3 separate regions of the Anser cygnoides genome follow, and regions 2 and 3 are each linked to region 1. The links are chromatin contacts, called in public Hi-C maps. All regions are on one chromosome and are shown on one strand. The core of a region is the stretch at or near the end of the contact, and the rest is flanking DNA. Distances in the headings are between cores, read along the strand shown.

What was found. Hi-C and Micro-C count contacts between places; a contact is called where the count stands out from the background.
Region 2: a contact with region 1 is called in a Hi-C map of liver, with 2.4 times the contacts expected there. The contact joins the enhancer-like site here to the promoter of SH3GLB1 in region 1. A contact is called at or near these places in 2 of 7 Hi-C or Micro-C datasets (both in liver).
Region 3: a contact with region 1 is called in a Hi-C map of liver, with 2.8 times the contacts expected there. The contact joins the promoter of ZNHIT6 here to the promoter of SH3GLB1 in region 1. A contact is called at or near these places in 2 of 7 Hi-C or Micro-C datasets (granulosa cells and liver).

Annotation. Positions count from the first base shown.
Region 1 is chr8:18,241,974-18,244,673 of Taihu_goose_T2T_genome, forward strand. SH3GLB1 (SH3 domain containing GRB2 like, endophilin B1) reads right to left here and starts at 1,345. Exons shown (of 11, transcript XM_048058911.2): 1 at 1,148-1,345. The coding sequence starts at 1,219.
Region 2 is chr8:18,395,340-18,398,039 of Taihu_goose_T2T_genome, forward strand. It overlaps COL24A1 (collagen type XXIV alpha 1 chain), which reads left to right. Exons shown (of 60, transcript XM_048059107.2): 13 at 1,053-1,106. Among named protein-coding and RNA genes, the nearest start is that of COL24A1, 44 kb to the left of the region's middle. Within about 2 kb of position 1,447, at least 2 of the 3 cell types and tissues checked have open chromatin away from gene starts, as enhancers often do. A contact at or near this core is called in liver, where this site is marked.
Region 3 is chr8:18,486,673-18,489,372 of Taihu_goose_T2T_genome, forward strand. ZNHIT6 (zinc finger HIT-type containing 6) reads left to right here and starts at 1,419. Exons shown (of 10, transcript XM_067001236.1): 1 at 1,419-1,568; 2 at 2,408-2,473; 3 at 2,554-2,660. The coding sequence starts at 1,501. COL24A1 (collagen type XXIV alpha 1 chain) reads left to right here. Exons shown (of 60, transcript XM_048059107.2): 60 at 1-717.

The DNA.
Region 1 (2,700 bases), core at 95-2,594:
GAAAAGCCTGTGAAACCTCTAACAAGGTGTTCACTGTCTTGTAAGATGGCTGAAGTAAGTTGAAATGGAAGTTAAGTGGCTTTCTTACACATCATTTTATGCCGCTGAACTGTTTCATTTGTTTGTTTCTAATATCAAAGGAACTACTGTCAGATTACACCACATTATCCAATGATGCCCAAACATAAAAAAACGAATCCACAAACAGATTGCCTCTCAGTCTCATCTGTAGGCCTCCCATAGCCAGTAACACAAATAAAGAAACAAAACAGGAGGAGCAGCAGTAGCACACACAGCATTAGCCACTCGGACTGCAATAATGTGTGAAGGATTCGCTCCTCCCCCTCAGGGGCTTCATTACGCTTCTCATCTGAGGAGAAGGTGACAAAAATCGCAAGGTCCCGCCACAGGCTCTTACAATGAGGGGTGAACTTCACGTCCCTTTTTCCCTTGGCCAGCAAGAAAAGCTGAAGGGGCGGAGGCTGGAAAGGAAGACAGGCTGGGAAGCACGCAGCCCTGACAGAAGCCGGGGAAGGGGGGGCATGGAAAGACCTCCATCACAAAGGAAAGCCACAACTACTACTTGGAGTTCATTGCAATCGGAGCAACAATGTTTTCTGATGAGGTTGTATTTTCAGAGCTCTGCTGCTGATTGCTGGTTCTGCTTGAACACGGAGATTTAGGCCAATACATCAGCCTGATCACACCAGATAACCGCTTTAATCCCGTGCCAAACCTGACCGTGACCCACGGAAAAATCACAAGAAACCACAGCGAATTACTACGCTCTGCTCGGACCTCCACCTCCCCACAGGAAATCTGGTCAGGTTTGATTATGTAAAGGAAGAGGATTACGGCTCAAGACAACGGCGAAGGAACAAAAGCCAATTACAGTGCCCTCAGCGCGAAGAAAGGGGAAAACCGATTCAGAAACAATAGGCTGCCCAACGAGCCCCGAACCAGCCCACCCCCGGCAGACAGCAGCCTCGGCGCGTCCCGTCGGAGCCCCGCTTCCCCGGGCGGAGCCGCAGGAGCACCGGGCTGCCCCCGCCTCCCCCGGGCCGGGCCAACGCCCCGCGGCGGCCTCACGGAGCCCAGTCACGGCGGTGCCCCCTCCGCCCCACCCCACCCCGCGGGGCGGCCCTACCTGCACGGCGCGGCTCAGGAAGGTGCCCGCGTCGGCCGCCAGCTTCTTCACGTTGAAGTCCATGATGTTCATCTTGCGGCGGCGGCACGGCGCTGACTCAGCTCCGGCGGCCGCCGCCGCTCCCGGCCCGGCCCGGCCCTGTGGGGAGCCGCCGGGGGGAGGGCCCGGGCCCGGCGCCGCCGCCGATTGGGCGCGGCCGCGGCGTCAGGCGCAGGGCCCGGATCGGCCGCGCAAGGGACGACGGCGGGCGCGGCGCCGGGGCGGGAGCGGGCGGGAGCGGGCGGGCGGCGCTTCCCGCCGCTGGGGGCGGCCCGGAGGCGCCGTGCGGGGTCGCGCCTCGCGCCCCGCCTGAGGGAGCCGCCCGCCGTTACCGCCCGCCTCAGGGCGTTCTGTGAGAGCCTGAGCCGGGCACAGCCTGGAAGCGGTCGTTCAGAAACTGTTGGTTTTGTGCAGAGACACAACCGTAAAGTAGCGGCAGAACATCGCAGGAGTATTTGAAAACGCCTCGAGTATCATAATGTAACTTAACGCCACCAATAAAGCAAGTTAGAAGAAAACAGTCACTGCTTTTAATAATTTTTCCACTATTTTAGCATCCCTCATTGTTAGTTTTGAATGCTCAGGAAGGAAAAAAGGACCTTTGGCATGGGCTAGCTAGTTTGAAATGTTCACAAGGTGTTATCATTAGCCATGAATTAATATTCCCTGCTTGAAAGTGAACCTGGTCATTTGGCGAGGTAATTCACCAGCTAATCCCAACGTTAAGTAACCCCAGGCTAGGTTTGATAAAGTTGGAGGAAATCCTAGGGCACGAAGGCAGGAAGTGAATTCCAGAACAAGGAAGTAACCGGAAGAACCAACACAATCTTTCTTAAGTGCTGGTCAGATTCCAGGAATTAAAGCCAAAACAAAAGCCAAGCAGTGTCAAGTTCCCCTTGTACCCATAGCACTGCTGCTAAGGAGAGGGCCTGAAAGCTACTGTATGCGTGCGTTTGTTTACCTGAGCGTGTTCTACCACTTTCAGCTTTTATCATGTCACTTACATAATAAACACCTATGTGTGTAACTGTTTATATACAAAAAGTATATGGCATGTTTGTTTCCATTTCTTAAAAGGAGTTCTACTAGCATAATAAGGTCTCAGGAGTCTCTGGTGTTGGAGGAGACAGTGCTGTGCTCTAGGTGGTCATGTAAGAACTGGTTAGTATGTCTTGTGATATCAGCATACAACGTGTGAAAAGACAGAAGCATCAAAGATTTTACATTTGGAGACGCAAATGTAATTCTTTTCATAGCTTTCATTGGTGTTGCCAATAGCTCCCAGTGGCGTCCCACAACAAGACAGAGATACTGAACAACTGAGTGCAGGGGTGCCTGACGCTGAGGCAGAAGCATCACCTCAGGTGAGAGGTACCCCAGGAATGCCTGGGACAAGTGGTGTGTTCAGGCTGGAATTCACAAAAGCCGACGTGGTCTAGCTCTGGCCAGAACAAAATACTGCTTAGTCTTCTGTGAACCTTGCACCGTGTTGCTGCCCATGGCGTATAAACCTC
Region 2 (2,700 bases), core at 197-2,696, 150 kb after region 1:
CTTGCCGTTGTGTGCTTGTAATATGAAATTTGGCTGACTCTCCAATATTTTTAATGCATTGTCAGTCCTGTTAGTATGATGTATAGTGCTTTTACGTACATAGTTTGACCACATTTAGGGAGAATGTTTTTACATAGCTTTCTTCTGTATGGAATTAGTTACAACCAGCAGTCAATATGACAGAACAGATGTTGTAAATTATACCAAGAATTTACTAATCCTGTCCATTATAACTATGCAAAACCAGTTTGTTTTATATTAAAAATAGGAATGGTTGTCCTTCGTATGCTTTATAATAATGTTAGATGATGATATTGATGTAATAAAACATTTGTTGCACAGTAGTAGTATTATATTACTTTCAATTTTAGGCTTATCTGTTTTCCTGTTGCATATTCAGTTCTTTTTCTACTTACTAGTGTAGTGTTATCAGCATCAGTTAGAAGATAATGGGATTATGATGACTGGGTAATCTAGTGCCCTTATAATTTGTGCTGTGCTGTGTTCCTGCTGTATATAAATAATCATCTGTGGCCTGCATCTGTGATCTGATGGCTGGCAAAACTCCCATTGTATTCTTCTTTTCACTTTATTTATAATCGATACTCCTGTGTGTCGTGGTAACTCTGCTTCTTCCAACATCTACCTGCAGTAGACTATACAACCAAAGTATGTTATTAAGAAAAGAATAGTAAATTAATCTCTGTCTATATCCTGTCAGCTGGTAACTTTTAACAAGATAGACACTGTCAAATACACATTTTGTGTGTGAGAAATTTTATAGTACGCTTTCAGTGCCTTGCAAAAATTCGGCCACTGGTGTACAGACTGAGAATCAGTTAAATCTGCTGAGTTGACCACTAACCTATGAACCTCTATTGATTAAATGATAAGACAGTAATGCTATGTGCGTCACACCTTACAGTTATGGCAGTAGATTGTTGAGATTTGCCTGGCCATAGTACACTCATAAAAATTAGTTTAAAACAAACAAAGCGCTTAGACCATCCTTTGTGTCTTGGACAAAGAAAACATTTTCTGTTCTGCTTCAGGGTTTTCCAGGTGACTTTGGAAATAGAGGCCCCCCAGGCCCAGATGGGAATCCTGTAAGTATTATATTATGTTTTAATTAACATAGTAAAATATGTAACACTCAATATTAACTCCTCTCCCAAACAGAAAGGAGATTTATGCCTGAAAAGCAAAGTATTGAAGTCCACAGGAAAATTTTGCGCTGTTACTTTTATGTGGAAAGTGCGAGGGTAGTTCTGTAGTAAGCAGGTGTATTAGAGAAGACAACTGCACAGTTGCTGAGAGCACAGTTTCCACTCTTGCAGGTGCTGACTACCTTGAGAACCAGGTGTCTTACTGTCCTCATTGCATTGCTGATGAATGTCTCGTCTCCAAAACTTCTTGCACTAGATATGATTTTGTATTTCTTATTTAAACCATTATTCTAGGATCGTCTTAACAAATGGGATTCTGCCTCTGTGCCCAAACCCCAGCTTTCGTATACTTATGCATTTGATAGTTGATTTTGTCCTTTGAACTGTTACTGAACACAATTATGTCATTTTGAATACAAGTATGTCATTTACTGCATTATAATCAGTATGATAACAGCTTTGGCTTTGGCATTGTGCAGACTTGAAGTGCTCTCGTGGTATGGTGTTCAAACTGCAGCACAGTCAAGTTGCTTTACTGGCTACTGTCAAAGAAGCTTTGCTGTCTTGCTCTATTTGTAGGGAACTCTTGGCTGAAGACTCCAAACTCAAATTTCCTTTGATATGGGAAAACAGTGAAAAGACAAATGACCAATCAGTGCTGGGCAAAAAAGCAACTGATTTGAATCAGCTCTTCTTGCTGGATGCTGCTTTGGAAAGTGCAGTCAGTTTGTCTCTAAAGACTGTTCTGATACGGACCGGAGTCAGCAACTGGGCAGAGATGGCCTTTCTGAAGGCTTGTCCTTTCCAGACACCCTTATGAGGAATTTATTTTAGAAAAGGTTATGCAAATTTTGCTGCTATAGCTGTTATCCTCTGATGCTAATGTTTTGGAGCATAAGGAAAAAAATATTCTTCATTTCCTGTCACTGAGGCAAAGTTCCCCTTGTGGGAATGTCAGGTGATGCCAGCATGTAGCTTTTCATCCTCAAAGCACTCTGAGGGGTTATGTGACCTGCTGCTTGGCAAATTATATCAAAAGGTGAGTTCTTTCCCCCCTCTTTGTACTCCCAAGTCTCCCTCATTTCCTGAGAAAGCAGAGATGCCCTTTCCACAAGATCTGAGGAAGAACAGTACTTTAACAGAATTAAACTCAGAAAGCCTGGATCTGAAATTAGACTTACCCATTACAAAGAAGCCTGTTTTAACACAAATATTTGCAGACAAGTTCCTTCTAATCTGTCAAGACAACTTCTGATCTTGCTGCCTTCTCAAACAGGCAGCAACACTTCCCCCTCCTCCCCCAAAACTCACCCTGCAGGGCTTGTTCAAGCAAGGGGCCCGAGCTGCAGCTGCAGGGGCCTGCAATGCTGATGGAATATTTACAGAGCCTTTTCCTGAGCTGCAGCGGAGACCAGAGGCTGCCTAGGAAGCCTGTGGTAGCAGGAGCTTGAAGGGAAGACTCTTCTTCCCATCTTCCCTGTGCTGATGACATTTGTCGCCATGCCTGATTTGTTCTGTTTAACAGAGTAATGCC
Region 3 (2,700 bases), core at 169-2,668, 240 kb after region 1:
TAGTTTTGAGTTTTAGATTCGGAATGCCAAAGGCATCTTAAGATGATGATATATTGTGTATATATTTTGTAACTTGTTAAACAAATTACTACAGCATGTCTTCTGAAAGACTGCTGTTAAATTATAATCAACATTTCATCAATTTAGAAATTTCATTTTTTTGCAATATTATTAGATCATTTGTTTCCTTAAATTAAGCCTAAAATGTTCAACCATCTTTATTAAAAACAAACAAAAAACAATTTTACTATTAGGAAAAGCACTCTTTTATAACTCTTTTATAACGATGTATCTATTTCAATCCAAAGTCTACTGAGGAAGATGGCAGATAAGTGGGAAATGATACCAAACCATACTGCAAAGCAGGGAAGTGTTCAAACAACTGGTTTAATTGTCTTGATCCACAGGAAAGCATACTTAAGCTATAATAAAATAAGCTTCCAAACTGTCCGTTTGTCTTTTACTATCTTGTTTTGATACTGTATAGTTCATTCTCAGCAATGATGGAAATCCTCTAGAAGGGTACTTTTTAGGTGCTAGTGCTTTGTTTTCCAAGGGGAAATGCCGTGGAATATTGCACAAGTATTTACTTTTTACAAGGTAAAGTACATGTACATCCTATGTTTTTGATTAAAGCATTGTTTTTGTTCCCTGTGAGAAAATCTGATCAAAAACTATGTAAGATCACTGAATGACAATAAAGGTTATAGAAAATTCCTTCCTGTTGCTTTTGCATTTTCAAGATTGCTAGTTTTGCCAGCATCACTTGGCGTTTGCTCTTAGTTTGTCTTTGGAGCTGATGTGATATATATATATATGTACAGTAAGAATGTTAGAAAATGTTCTGCTTCATGTGTATTTTTTAATCTTATTGCCTTACTTTTGGAAATTATTTATAGCCTGTATTTGTTTTCTCTTAGTTTCTATCAGAAATCGTCTATTTTAAAAACACATATCTTAAAGCATTATTAGTCTGCTCAGATGTAAATATCTTCATTTCTGTGATTGAGTCAAAAATGCAAATCCCATGCCAACTGCACGAAGACTTTGTGCACCGGGCCACTACCAGCCAGTAATGTACTGTGGTGCTTGAGGTGGGAGGCTGCCAGAAACGGTCGGTTGAAAGCAGCGTACTATTACATTGTGCAGCATGAGTTTCGGGAAGCCGCTTGCCTGCAGCCACCTGAGCTCTTCAAAGCACTCCCAGGAGCTCTGGCCCAACTCTGTCCCACGGTGTTGTGAAGGTACCTTCCCTCAGCTGTTAATTGCTGATGGTTGGAGGCAATCGTCTCCTTTGTTACCCCGAATTTTAGAGCAAGCCCTGAGCTAGACCACAGCTGTGTGTCAGAGCCCTGCTGTCCCTGCTGAGGCGGGGAGGATTTCCACGCGGGAGGGCCGCAGAGGCCGCCGCGAGCCGCCAGGCGGCGCCGCCGGCCGGGGGAAGGCCTCGGCCGGGCTCGCCCCGTCGGGCCCCGCGTGCGGAGGCGGCGCCGCGCAGCCATGGCGGGGCAGGGCGGCCCCGGGAGCCCCGGGCGGGCGGCCGGGGGGCGGAAGATGTCCCTGCAGAGGTAGGGGCGCGGGGACGGGGCGGCCTCGCAGCCCCCGGGCTGCGCCCTCGCTTCCCCTCGCGGCCGCGGCCCGGCCCGGGGGGCGCCTCCCGGGGGCTCCGGGGCCGCCGCGGGGAGGCTGCGGCCCGCGTCCTGCGGCGGCCTCTCCCCACCGCGAGGCCGCTGCTCCGGGCCGGGCCTGCCCGGCGGGGTCCGAGCCCTTCGGCGCCGCCCTGCCCCGGGCATCCTCGCTCCTGCCGCCGCGCCTGGGAGGGAGGAGCGGCGGTGCGGCGCCATGCGGCCGGCCTGGCTGCCCGACAGGGTGCGGGGCGGCTGGGCAGCGGGCAGGGGCTGGGAGGGAGCGAGGGAGGGAGGCAGCCCCAGGAGGCTCCCGGGTTTGGTCTCTGCCAGCGGAGGTGTTCAGGTCATAGTGTGAATCCCAGACACTGATGCACCCAGTTTTAGACAGATGAAAAGTAGTAATGCACATTATGAGTAATATAAATGCAGAAAGGCACTGATAGAGCAGCCTGCGAAGCATAAAGTGATGCAGCCTTGCTGTGCTTCCAGCCCTGCATTAGCTTGGTGTTCCTCAAAGCGTCTCTGCGGTGCATTTTAATATCGGTAGGACCCTGGTACGTGTTTGGAGATATTCACCGTAGCTCATGTTGCTGTGTCCACTAGCTTATCAAATCCAAGCTATCTGTGCTTTCCCTCTCTCCTTTCAAGGTTCAGGTAACGTTATCCAAACGTGACAGCTGATGGCACCGTGCCTGCCTGTTGGGTGGTGCCCTCCCAAGCCACTGCCAGCTGGGCACAAAGCTGCCACTTTCCTAAGAGGTGTTTTCTGCTTCTTTCAGATGTGAAACGTGTAGTGAAGAGGAAGCTAAGTACAGATGTCCGCGATGCATGAAATATTCGTGCAGGTATCTGTTATCTAAATTGAGCTGTTATGTTTCTTGTGCTGAGCGTGGCGTATTAATGGTTCTTTTTTGTGTCGTTTCAGTCTATCGTGTGTAAAGAAGCATAAGCTTGCACTGAGCTGTAATGGAGTCAGGGATAAAACATCATTTATCTCTGTAAATGAATTTACCGATTTGAACCTTCTGAGCGGTAAGAATATTCCATGTGCTTTTTAAAATTCACCATTTGT